2 separate regions of the Mus musculus genome follow, and region 1 is linked to region 2. Evidence: chromatin contacts called from public HiChIP or PLAC-seq data. All regions are on one chromosome and are shown on one strand. The core of a region is the stretch at or near the end of the contact, and the rest is flanking DNA. Distances in the headings are between cores, read along the strand shown.

Region 1 (2,996 bases), core at 360-2,859, 2.2 Mb after region 2:
ACTGTTGTGTGAGCAAACTGTCCATTTGTCCAACTTGCTGTTTGTTAACACACCTCTCCTAGATTTCTTTACTTGACCCAAGTGAAACATTAACCTAAAACCAAGATGAGGAGACAGAAATGAAATGCCAATTAATTTCAAACTCAGAAAGTAAATATATATAAGAACACCAGACTGGTTGCTGTCTTCATGAATTTGTTTCAGGCTTTGAGGAAAGCACCAGGATCTATTCAGAGAGCCAATCATGTGACTCGGCTGCCTGCAGAGCAGGAGTAGACATCCCATAAACCACTTAAGGCTTCTGACTCACTAACACTCTCCACTTTGCTCTCGCCCCTCCCTTGGAGCCTGCAATCAATCAATCAGAAGATGGCGGCTTCACTGTTGGAAAATCCCTGCTTCTTCCAGCTGGCATGAGCCTCTGTAGATCACTGCAGAACCTAATCTCTCCCCACTAAATCAGAGATTCTGGCACTTCCAGAAGATCTGCTCCTGAACAGGACCTCTTCGTCTGTTTCCCCATCTCAGGGAAGTCCTCCGTCTTCTAACTCCTCCCCCTCCAACTCAAAGAAAGGGGAACAACTGTGCCTACCCCACATCCCCCTGTAGAGAGGTCTGCATTCTAACATGAGGTTCACATTCACAGTTGGTTAGGGCATTGGTCATTCTGTGTTGTAACACTCTGAGGCTTCGCAGGACAGTCCTTAAATTCCTCCTGTCACTCCATCCCCTGTACCCCTTTGTTCTGAGCCTCGGTTTCTCCATATGCCCTACACACGCTTTAGAATGCCTTCCCTGCTCTAGCACTGGTAAGCCAAGAAACACATCTGTGAGGGACTACCCCTGGCTGAGCCTCACCCATCACACCCAGGTTCACCCTATAAACCTCTGCAAATCCCACAAATTCTCCTAAGTGTTTTAACACATTTCGCTGCGCCTTGGCCGTTCCTCCCCCACCTTCTGCTCTTCTGTTCCACCTGGCCATTTCTTCAGCACCACGCCTCTGCAAGGCATCCTGTGTCTATCCTCCAATCCTGGCTGTTTCCCTCAGCTCTCCACCCAACACCTGCATCCCATCCCATCTCCTAGGGTGGGGACTTGTTTCCCTTATCAGCCCACCCTCCTCCTTGGTTACACATTTCTCTGAGCAGAATTCCTGGCAAGATAGAGCAGTGACTGTCAGCTCCAAGCCCAGAGTTTACTGGACTGGGAATCTTTGTGGCTGTCTTGAAGACAGTAAAGGGTGATCAAGCAGGAAAAATTAATAAGGAAACCCCAAAAGAAGGAGAAACGAGTGGCTAAAGAATTTACTATGTGACTGGAAGTCAGGGAGAAGAGAACAGAATAAAGCCAACACCAGCCCAGAGAGCACTGGCCTCAGACCACAGGCCTGAGGTAAAAGTGAGCACAGACCCCCGCAGGGAGCCAGCATCGACCTTAGCCTCTACCTGAAGATCTGCAGAGGCACAGGAGCCCTGGAAGTCTCATTCCTGAGACTGGAAGCTGGGTTGAGGAAGTCCAGAAGGGCCTCTGAGAAGACCTTTCAGCCACAAAGAGGCTCAGGGTTCACTTGGCCATCTAGGGCCCATAGGTGGCAGCCTAGCCTCCCAGGGACTGCCTGAAGCCAGCAGGAAGGGGACACAAGTCAGAGAGAGGACAAAGGTGGATGCTGGCTCCAAACCTCATCCCACCAACCCTGCCTGTTTTCTCTTTGTTTTCTGGTACCATTACTCAGTTCGCTCCAGGATCCTTGCCTAGGCTGGTAACTGTGAAAGCCTCCACCACCAAGAAGATCCTCTCTGGAAAATTGAACCTCTATTTGGTGACAACTATAGACCTGTGGATAGAGGACAAGTGCCTACCAGCTCTTCTGCTGGAAGCCACCTCCTAGTCTTAAAGGTGTTCAAGGTCCATGGAAGTCCCTGTGTCCAAGGAATTGTGGCTGAATTACCCAGCATCAGGATTCCCAATCACCACCTCTGTGTCCCCAGAAGCTCCGGGAAGAAAATATACCACCCTCTGCTGGCATCTCCCTGGGCACACACAGAGTGTTCCTCCTAGCAGCAGGGCTAGGCCATGGCAGGCCCTACGATCCACAGGGACATGGAGAAGAGTTCAGGATACTGTGAAGCCCCAGAGAATCTGGGCTTGTCCTTCTCCATTGAGGCAATCCTGAAGAAACCCACAGAAAGAAGAAGTTTGCCCAGACCACAAAGCATTTGTAAAGAGGACTCCAGGCAGACAACTATCCCAGGTTCCAAGCTGGAGAGGCCCCCACAGGATCAGCCCCAAGGTAAGTGATTTCTGGTCATTTTCTTTTGTTCTTGGGGAAGGGGTGGGAGACTCAAATGATCTCTGTCAATAAAATAGGGGGGCTGTGACATCCAAAGGGATAGTAGGTCTTAAACAAGTTGCTTTTTAAGCCTTTCAGTCTAATATACAACTGTGGTATTCAGAGTGCATAAACACATAGGCTCAGGTCATTGTGATGTGCAGGGGCCCAGAGCTTATCCTTGTGACCAGGCCATGGCTGGGAATTATCAGTCACATTCATTCTGCACTGATGAGGTGGTGGGCACTTTCCTTCCATTTGGACAGAGATTGTGATAACTGGACTAATAAGAAAAGAGATGGATAATGTTACCAAGTTATAAAGCTGGAAGTCACAATCTGAACTCAGGGCCTGGAACCCCAAAGCCTTACTTCTAGCACATTCTCCCCATGAGCTGAGCTCAGCCTGCATGGCTTCTAGTAGCTGAAACTTTGTCGGGGTCTGTCCTCACAGAGTCCCCAAACCCAAGTCTGTATTCACCAGAGGGAATGCACCTAAATAAGTAAGCAGATAGTTGTCAGGCTCTCATTCAAGCCAGCATCCACTCAGGGTGGTGGATACCCTAGGTGTAAGAGCTAGGGAGCTGTGTGACTCTAGATGAGTTCCTGTCCTCTCTGATCTCAGCTTTACTCTGTGAAACAGTTCGATAAATGTGGGGTGGGGT
Region 2 (3,062 bases), core at 212-2,711:
GAGGATCAGAGGATCTGCTGGCCAGTTAGTACAGCTGAACTTGTGAGATCCAAGGTCAGTGAGGCCCTCTTACCAAAGTGGAGAGTGGATGAAAAAAAAATACCTTATGGTGACCACTGACAGCACATACATGTGAGCATGCACATACATGAGTATATGAATATGAACACATGAGGATGTACACATACAGGCATGTGAATGCACACTTGAACATGCACACACACAAGGCACATACAAGCATGCACACACACAAACATGCATACATGCATACATGGAGCATGCATATGAGAGTGCACATATGAATACAACACATACAGAATAATTACTGTAGGTAGATGGGGTGATGCACCTGCTTTTCCAGAACTCAGGAATCTGAGGCTGGAAAACTACTGCAAGTTCAATGCTAGCCTGGATTACATAGCCTGAGCTATGGTGTGAGACCCTACTTGAACAAACCACACACATATGCACACACATGTGTACACACAAAGGAGAAAGGCAAATGTTCTATGAAGATTCTCCTTCCTTCCTTCAAGACAGAGTCTCAGTGTGTAACTCAAACTGGCCTCAAAGCCACAATACTCCTGCCTCAGTCTTGTGGTAACAGGTGTGCCGCAGTCTAACCTCTATTGGGTCTCCTATCTGTGGGGAACGAATTTCTGGTTGCAGGTGGGCAAGGAGTTGGTGAGAATGGGGTGACAAACAGACACGACACAAGGGAGTGTGTTGAATCTGAATGCATTGTCCAAACGAACACCAGACTTTTTTATACAGAAGAAAAACAAAAAAAGCCAGGTGAACACATCCACCAAGTTACATTGACACAAAACAAATAAGAATGCATACATAAAAAGTTGGCGGGGACCAGGCCACATTTACCACTTAAAATGGAGCCAGGTGAATGCTCTGATGCAATGCTAGTCTATTGTTAAACTCACCACCAGGGGTTCTTTAGTAAATACCTGATTACGCTATTCCTCTGGACCTAGTGAAGAAACCTGTACCAGGGGAATTCCCTTCCACTAACTCTTTCATGTGACAATCCACCTATTTGCTAGGCCATTGTGTATTCCTGTGTTTGGGTGTGACTCAGCTATTGTCCTAAGTAATTACTATGCAGACTAGCCCTGAGCTTTCCTAGTTCTGTACTTTGTAATGCCTAATTAGTATCACAGTCTCTACTAGAAGTGAATTTAAGTGTTACTGAATAGGTAACATTCTTAGTGAATTCCAAGCTCAGGGTCGGCTTCAAGGATTTTCTAGGAACCATTGGAACACTGGTGGAGGCTTAGCTATGTCAAAATCAAACCTTAAAGGCACTTATAAGAAAACAATTCTGAAAGAGAGCACATGGATCCAAACACCAGACTAACGTGGGGACAGGCTTTGAATAAACAGGCTATGGGAATGCCAAGGTTCCAGGAGGCTGTTTCTGTGAAATTCTTTGCCTCAGGACTGCTTTCAGGCTTTAGGCCGGTAGGTAAAGCAGAGTGCACTGGAGTGGTCGAAGCACAGGTGTGAGCCATCATGTGCAGCTTTATGACAACTACCCCTTCTGGGCTTGAGGAGCTCTCCTGTTTGTCAGTTCGTGTTCCGGATGGTATCTTGTTTCATGTGCTATTTCTTATCTACTTAAGTGCATTTATTTTTTATTCTGTGGGAGTATGTGTGTACCCCAGTACACATGTGGAGATCAGAGGTTTCATTTCTCTCTTATCTTGTGGCCCTGGTGAATGGCAATCACCTTTGTCTGTGAAGCCATTTTGTCTGCCCCAAGATTTTATTTAAAAGTAAATTTGGAGTGGGGAGTGGAGATTGGTGCTGGAGTCCCAGGCTAGAACCCCAACATTGGCAGTTCCCAGAGACATCCTAGCCTCTCACCTGACTCAACAGGTGACAAGATGCATGGAGGAAGATCAGGTGTTCAAGGTCTGCCTCAGATACATAAGACACACTGACAAAAGAGAAAGTAAGGAGAGAGGGATGGAGGGGTGGAGGGAGGGAGGGAGGAAAAGGAAAATTAAACGAATGGGGAAAAGGTAGGTCCTGTGCCATGGCTCAGTTAATAAAAGTGTTCTTTGTACAAGCATGAGGACCTGAGTTCAAATCCCTAGCCCCACTTAAGAGCTCAGTTCACCAGCATGCACCTGCAAACCCAGGGGTACAGTCAGGCAGATCCCAGTCTAGCTGAATATGTGAGACAGGCTCAACGAGAGGCTTGATCTCAAAAAGTACATGGCTCATTACATAAAGGTTCTTGTGGCAAGCCTGAGGACCTGAGTTCAGTCCTGGGACCTAAGTGCTGGGAATAGAGAAGTGATTCCCACAGGTCCTCCATTGACTGCCACACAGGCACACAAACTAAGAACAAAAACAAAAACAAAATGTAATGTAAAGAATTAAACTGTCAAACAATTCAAAGATAAATTGGTAATCTTAGAGTTTGGTAAACCTCTGGGTGTGTTCTATGTGTATTTCAAATAGGTGTCAGTATGTCAGCTAGGTGTGTCCTGTGGATATCTTTGTCCCCCATATTTGTCTGATGTGTGTGTATGTGTGTGTGGTGTGTATATATGCATGTGTGTGTATGTATGTATGTATGTATGTATGTATGTAGTGTGTCTGGTGTATGTATTGTTTGTGTGTAGTGTATGTGTGTAGTGTGTGCCTGGTATGTATATGGTGTGTGTATGGTATGTGTGTCTGATGGGTATGTCTTGTGTATGTGTTTGTATATATCTGATATGTGTTTGTCTATGTGTGTGTGATATGTTTAGTGTATGTTATATGATGGGTGTGTCTGGTGTATGTGTGTGATGTGTTTGATGTGTATGCCTGGTGTGTGTGTTTGATGGGTGTGTGTGTGGTCTTGCAGCGCAGCGGTCATGGGGGAATAAAGGGAGTGGGAGAAAACCCGTGTTCCACCAGAGTTCTGGTGCTCTGGGCGGGTGGACGCAGAGGACGGCCACAAGCTTTCCATGCGACCCCGGGTGGGGGTCTGGCTGTGGGAAGCTATGGACCCAGCTTGCAGGGGTGGGGTGTTGGGGGGGTGGACAAGGGGC

What was found. HiChIP or PLAC-seq counts read pairs in DNA pulled down with a chosen protein or histone mark.
Region 1: a contact with region 2 is called in an H3K27ac HiChIP or PLAC-seq map of embryonic stem cells, with 13 times the contacts expected there. The contact joins the promoter of Isx here to the enhancer-like site in region 2. A contact is called at or near these places in 6 of 39 promoter capture datasets (the C10 cell line, embryonic stem cells, hippocampal neurons and 2 more) and 2 of 115 datasets of contacts at active chromatin or transcription factors (embryonic stem cells and epiblast stem cells).

The regions. Positions count from the first base shown.
Region 1 is chr8:74,871,565-74,874,560 of GRCm38.p6, forward strand. Isx (intestine specific homeobox) reads left to right here and starts at 1,610. Exons shown (of 4, transcript NM_027837.3): 1 at 1,610-2,293. The coding sequence starts at 2,077.
Region 2 is chr8:72,676,025-72,679,086 of GRCm38.p6, forward strand. The region is part of intron 9 of Nwd1 (NACHT and WD repeat domain containing 1); the gene reads left to right. Among named protein-coding and RNA genes, the nearest start is that of Nwd1, 31 kb to the left of the region's middle. Within about 2 kb of position 1,462, at least 19 of the 459 cell types and tissues checked have an H3K27ac peak or open chromatin away from gene starts, as enhancers often do. A contact at or near this core is called in embryonic stem cells and stem cell-derived epiblast-like cells, where this site is marked.